Regions from separate parts of the Sus scrofa genome. Here region 2 is linked to region 1. A link is a contact called in public Hi-C data. All regions are on one chromosome and are shown on one strand. Each heading gives the region's core, a stretch centred on a gene start, on an enhancer-like site or on the middle of the called end of the contact. The rest is flanking DNA. Distances are from core to core; before and after follow the strand shown.

What was found. A called contact is a pair of places that touch in the nucleus more often than the background predicts.
Region 2: a Hi-C map of epiblast stem cells shows a contact between it and region 1, with 2.6 times the contacts expected there. The contact joins the promoter of C4H1orf194 here to the enhancer-like site in region 1. A contact is called at or near these places in 1 of 5 promoter capture datasets (fetal liver) and 3 of 47 Hi-C or Micro-C datasets (epiblast stem cells, fetal heart ventricle and undifferentiated spermatogonia).

The regions. Positions count from the first base shown.
Region 1 is chr4:110,598,399-110,601,207 of Sscrofa11.1, reverse strand. No RefSeq gene overlaps it. Among named protein-coding and RNA genes, the nearest start is that of AMIGO1, 21 kb to the left of the region's middle. Within about 2 kb of position 1,402, at least 33 of the 83 cell types and tissues checked have an H3K27ac peak or open chromatin away from gene starts, as enhancers often do. A contact at or near this core is called in epiblast stem cells and fetal liver, where this site is marked.
Region 2 is chr4:110,952,805-110,955,613 of Sscrofa11.1, reverse strand. C4H1orf194 reads right to left here and starts at 1,424. Exons shown (of 4, transcript XM_021090091.1): 1 at 291-1,424. The coding sequence starts at 371. It overlaps KIAA1324 (UPF0577 protein KIAA1324 homolog), which reads left to right and starts at 1,522. Exons shown (of 22, transcript XM_013997295.2): 1 at 1,522-1,860. The coding sequence starts at 1,708.

The DNA of each region.
Region 1 (2,809 bases), core at 153-2,652:
TCTCCCGGACCTTGCCCTCTGTGCACTTAAAGCTGCAGCAGCCTGTGAAGCAAAAATTGCTCCCTGCCCCTCGTCACAGATCAGGAAGGCCTAAGGATCAGAGAGACCAGGACCTGGCCCAGTCCACAGGGCGGATAAATGGCATCGAGGGGACACCCAGCCAGGACCCTAACAACGGCTCTCCTCGGCTCGGACACCCTGAAGAGAGGTGGTTTGGCATTGGTACATCTTGTGCTCTCTTTCTGGGCTGATTCCTGGGCTTCTCAGAGAGCCAGTCACAAGATCCCCTGTGCTGGGGTTCCCTCTCCAGGTGGTGTGGGCACCCCCTACCTCTTGTTCCAGCTAGAACCACGCAGGTTCAGCATCTTGGCCCCTGCTGTCACTCCCTGTTCTGGAATCAAAGAAGCCATTGAGGAGGAGGCCATCCTGCTGGTCCCAGGAACTCATTCACGGGCCTGCTCTGACTCTGAGGCCAGTTGCCGTGTCCTCTTCGAGTCTATGTGGACATTCTTTCCCTCATAACGCCAGCAGAAGGAGGAGGACTATCTTCGGTTCCCTTCTTTCAGTTCACTCCTCCCTGGGAATCAGGCTGGAGGAAGGTCAGCAAAGCCAGGTCATCACCACACTCCCCCTGCCCTCAGCACCTCTTGGTCCCAGACAGACAGACAGACAGACAGACAGATGGATCAACGTCAGACACAGCAGAGCCCAGCTGGTCTCCGCTCTATCGGATCCCTTGATAGCAGCTGCTCCCAACCTGATGGAGGCTCAGGGGAGAGGGAGCTGCTTCTGGGAGCCGTGGTGACCACCGCACATTCTGATTGGTTCTGGGAGGCCTCAGGAAGCAAGTGCACTTTGGATTTGTTAGGGATTCATTTGTTGGATTTGCTGGGACATACCGGATGGGTCAAGGGTGATCCATCTGATTTTAATCAGTAGTTTGGGAACTTACAGCCAAGGCCCTGGGGCCAGGGCCAGGCTGGGGGTGGATGGGTGGGGTTGGGGCCTGAGTAGAACCAGCACTGACCACCGGGGAGTTAGCAAACCGGCTCTCAAATCTGCTCTCCCCAGCTGGGTGTCCTTGAGCAAATTGCTTCTGATCCCTGGGGGCACGGTTTCCTCACCCATCACCAGAGACACACATTTTCCAGGCCCTCTGCCCTTTATGCTCTTGTAGTTCAACCAGCCTGCCGGCTCTTTAGGGCTGGAGCTGAGCCTAGAAGAACTCAAGTCCGGAACGCAGGCCTTGTGACTCCCAGGCTCAATTCACTGCTGATTCTGGAAACAGAGGTAACAGCAGGCCATCTGGGGAGCAGAGGCCACTGCACCAACTGGCCTGTTCAGCAGAGCAGGGAAACAACCTGGAAAGCCAGTAGCTGGACCTGTGCTGGTGCTGGGGGTGGGGCGTGGCGTCGGGTGGGGGTGGAGCCCAGCGGTTCCCACAACTCAACTGGTGGCCTGAGGACATGTGAACTGAGAGACCCCAGGGCTGCCTTAGAACAAACAGGAAAGGAACCGAGAGAACTAAAGCAAAGCCGAATAACAGTCAGCCAGGCATAGAGAGCTCAAGGCTTTTGAGAGTTTGCTTTCTCTCTCTGTAAACCAACCAGTGTGGCCTAGGGGTACTTTGGAGGTCTAGACACTTCCTTGCTCAGTAAGTGAAAGGCCAGTTCATGAAATAAAGCCGAACTCCCCTCTGACTGTGGGCCTCCTGGGTCAGGCCCCGAGAGCGGTGTTCTTCCTGGGGGCCCGGGAGGGGGAGAAAAACTACCATTTCTTCCCTCCCTCCTTCCACGGCCCACCCTTCCCAGAGGTCAGAACACCCCCCTGCCAGCACCCGGCCCACAGGAAACCAAACCCACTGAGCCACCGAGCCCCCTGGGACACAGAGAGGTGGGCCTTGGGCTGGGGGCAGCAGAAACAGCCGCCTTAGGTGTCATCTTGCTGTGGATATGGGAGGAGCCGGACTTTTAAGGTCCCTTCGGAGACCCACATGGGTGACCTGAACCTCTTTCCTGCCCTTCTAATCCCTGGAGAGAGAAGACTCAGGCACCCCCGCCCCCCGCGGCCAGATCAGGGCCAGCCCAGAAGTCAGAGTCAAAGCCTGCCTCTCCAGTCTCCAGGCAGGCGGCTTTTGTGTGTGAATTCCGAGGAGCTGGGCTCCAGGCCGGCAGCAGGGAGGGAAGCGTGGCCCTGAGCACAGAAGGAGGCAGCCCCTAGGCGCTTCCTCTGCAGACAGACGGGGTATTGATCCTGCTCACACGCCCCCTCCCTCTCTCCACTTCATGGCGCAGCTAATGGCCTGGAAAAAACTGGCCAGCTGTTCCCCAGCTGTGACATAATGAGCTCAGGGACGATCAATGCCCGTTCCGGTCTCTAATTAGGCCGTGGAGCTGGCTGGGGTGAGAGTGTGGCCTGTTTCCTGAGGGCACCACTTCCACTCCCGTCCCCAGCTGCCGTCTGCTGGCAGCCACCTGGGCCCACGCATCTGTGCCCTGGAGGAGGGGGGGCCGCCGAGTGGCCCTGGGGAGTCTCCTGACCCAGAGCGCCTTCTCTGGCGGCAGAAGTACGGACCCCACAAGCGTGTCCGTGGGGGTGGCCAGACTGGTGAGGGGGACCTGGCCTGCACGTGAAGCTCCGCACCCCAGCGTCTGTCACATCCCTCTCTCTGCCTGGGTCTGCCACCCTGGGCAGTGGGCGTCAGTCCCAGCCCTCCAACTCCCTGCCCCGGAGACTCTGCCCTGGACGACACCCATCCTCCCCGGCTAGTCCTGGATGCCCAAGCCTGGGGCTGCAGGGAAGAGGCTGG
Region 2 (2,809 bases), core at 175-2,674, 350 kb before region 1:
GGTGGCTGGGCGGAACCTGGGCGTGGCTTGTGTAAGTCCCCTTATACCAAGGGGCTGCCAGTGCTCCTGGTTCCCGGACTAAAGCTCTACTTCTCTCTGCTCAAAAGCACTTCTGAAACGCTGTCAGACCTGAACATGGGAACATGGAGGCAGGCAGAAGGCGGACTTATCCGGTCCCTAACTCACCGTCCTCACCAGAGCCCGGTTAAGTTACTATCTCTTCCCGTCACGCTGACAGAAAAAAGAATGCCGTCGACACTGCGGGGAATATGTGCAAGAAACCTCAGTACCTTGGAAGCCCGTATTTTTCCCAAGTAGGAATCATCGTTATCCAAAGTGGAATGCTGGAAAGGGTCTCGGGTGAGAGGCATGGTAAAATGCCGAGCGAGACGCTCTTTAGAGGGACGAGAGGCCCGCGCAGCCGCACACACCTTCGCGCGCGGAGAATCGCGGGTCCCAATTGTTTGGAACGCCCGATTTCAGTTGCCAGGCAACAGCCCCGCCCCCTGCGACTGAGGTGAAGTCCCTCGGAGAAGGGCGCCACCTGGCGGTCCAACGCGGGAGGCCCCTCGGAAGAAACTATCAGGAATACAGCGTGAAGCACCGCAGAGTATGCCAAGGAGCGCTGGATTTGCAATCCTGAGTCTTCGGTGAAAAACGTCGACGTCCCATTGTACGGGTCTTCTGCAAAAGATTTCAGTTGTGGAAAAAATTCCTAAAAGATGCCCCAGAAATGTTCTTCTCTCTGGCATCTAACAAAAGGATTTCTCAAAGCTATGAGAGAATGAGGATGTCAAGAGACAGAAGAATCCAGTTGCTGTGCTTGGAAAATTGCTAGCTAAAGCAAACTTTCCTTGCTTTAACTCTATTTAACTACGCGAGCCTCAGGGCTTCACATAGAGCCTGTTGTCAAGGCACGGATAGGTTTGACGGGATAAAAGTAAGGTCTCCAGGAGTGCACTTGTGGCACAGTGGGTTAAGGATCTGGCGTTGTCACTGCAGGGGTCCAGGTCGCTTCTGTGGCGCAGGTTCGTTCCCTGGCCCGGGAACTTCCACAAGCCGCCGCTGCGGCAAAACAAGAGAGGAAAGAAGGAAAGAAAGAGAGAGAAAGAAGAAAGAAGATCTCTAGAAGTGGCTGTTGCGGTACCGGGGTCACTCTTTTAGGCTATAACCTTTGGAGGAGAGGCGGCATCTCAATCATTTATCACTTCGCACAGAAGTGCTTAATAAGGATTTATCAAGTGCCACGTCTGCAAAATTAGAGATGCTCATAAGTAGTCGATGGCCCGAAATAATGAATTAGATGGCGACGGTTTGGAGGTGGTTTCCACCGCGTTCTTTACACGAGCCCTGTGCGCGCCTGTTGGGCCCGTTGCAGATCCTGGGCGCGTGCATTTTCACGCCGCGCGCGCCAGCGGCGGCGGCTGCTATGGCGACCGGCAGGTGAGCGGCAGAGGAGCGCGTGGTCCCTGCCCCACCCGCGCGGAGGCAAAGAGGAGGCGGTTGCCAAGGCGACGTGGATAGGAGGAGAAGAGGAAGGAGGGAGGAGGAAGGATGGGCGGCCTTGGCGTAGCCGCAGGGAGGTGACTGAAGCGAGCCCAGCCCCTTGCATCCTCCCCCTGTGAACCTCCCTCCCCTTTTTTTCCGCCTTCAGTAGCTACAGACGCAGCACCTGAGCCGCTGCTGCCGCTCGCTCAGAACAACACTATGGCTGAGCCTGGGCACAGCCTCCATCCCTCTGCCAGAGGCAGGGGAAGAACTGAGCGGCGCACACTCCGGCTTCTGCGGCTGCTGCTCTGGGTTGGGACCGCCTTCCAGGTGACTCAGGGAGCGGGACTGGAGCTTCACGCCTGCAAAGAGGTACTGTCCTCCCCGGCCGACCCCACTTGGGTCGACAAAATATTGGATCCTGGCGGAGACCTTGGGATCTGAGCACGGACAGTTTCAGAGGCCACGGAGTTTAGGTTTCTTTGGGGATAAGGCGCGGGGGTGGGGGGAAGAGGAGCAGACTGGCGTCATGGAGAGGCCAACCCACTAGAGGACTCACAGAATAGATCATCCTCACAGCTTGGGCTGCTGAGCTCAGGGGAAAGGTCCCAGCTCCAAGGAGCTCAGGAGGGAACTGAGTCCCTGGACTCGGAAATGAGGGAAGAAGACATGGACTTTTCCCAGCTGCAATGACATTACCTTTAAAGTGATTGAAAACAAAAAGATGATGTATAGAGGGGCAAAATAGAAAGTGGGAAAAGAGAGAAGTGGGGTAAGACGAGTTTGGAAGGCCGGCAGAAAACAGTGGATGGACATGGGAGTCCTTGTGGTTTGATCATGGCTTTAAAAAAGCAGTATGAAGGTGGGAGGTCGTTGAGAGGGACCCCATCTCCTCTCTCCCCTGGGTATGAAACATCCTGTTACCTTGCTGGCTCCTAAACGTGGATCTTTTTTTATAGTTTGCGCCCCCCCCCCCATACACACTTTCTTTAATGTACCTGACAGTGTATGATCCACCTTTGACCAGACTTTCAGCTCTAATATCTCACATTCTGCCAATGTCTACTTCCTTTCTCTGGACTTTTGCTTACATATGTCGTAAGCCTTTTTCAAGGTGTTTCTAAAGTTTTGCTAACATGATTCAGAGAATAAGTACTGAATGTCTTCCCAAGCCAAACTGCCTTTTGAACATTCTTTTGGAGGGATACAAAAAGGCATTAAAGAGCAAAAAAACAGTTTCTGTGGTATTGGAATAATAATTGGTTTGCTCTGAGTAACTTTTTTAAACCATATGGTAGAGGCAGCAACAGCATATTTACAA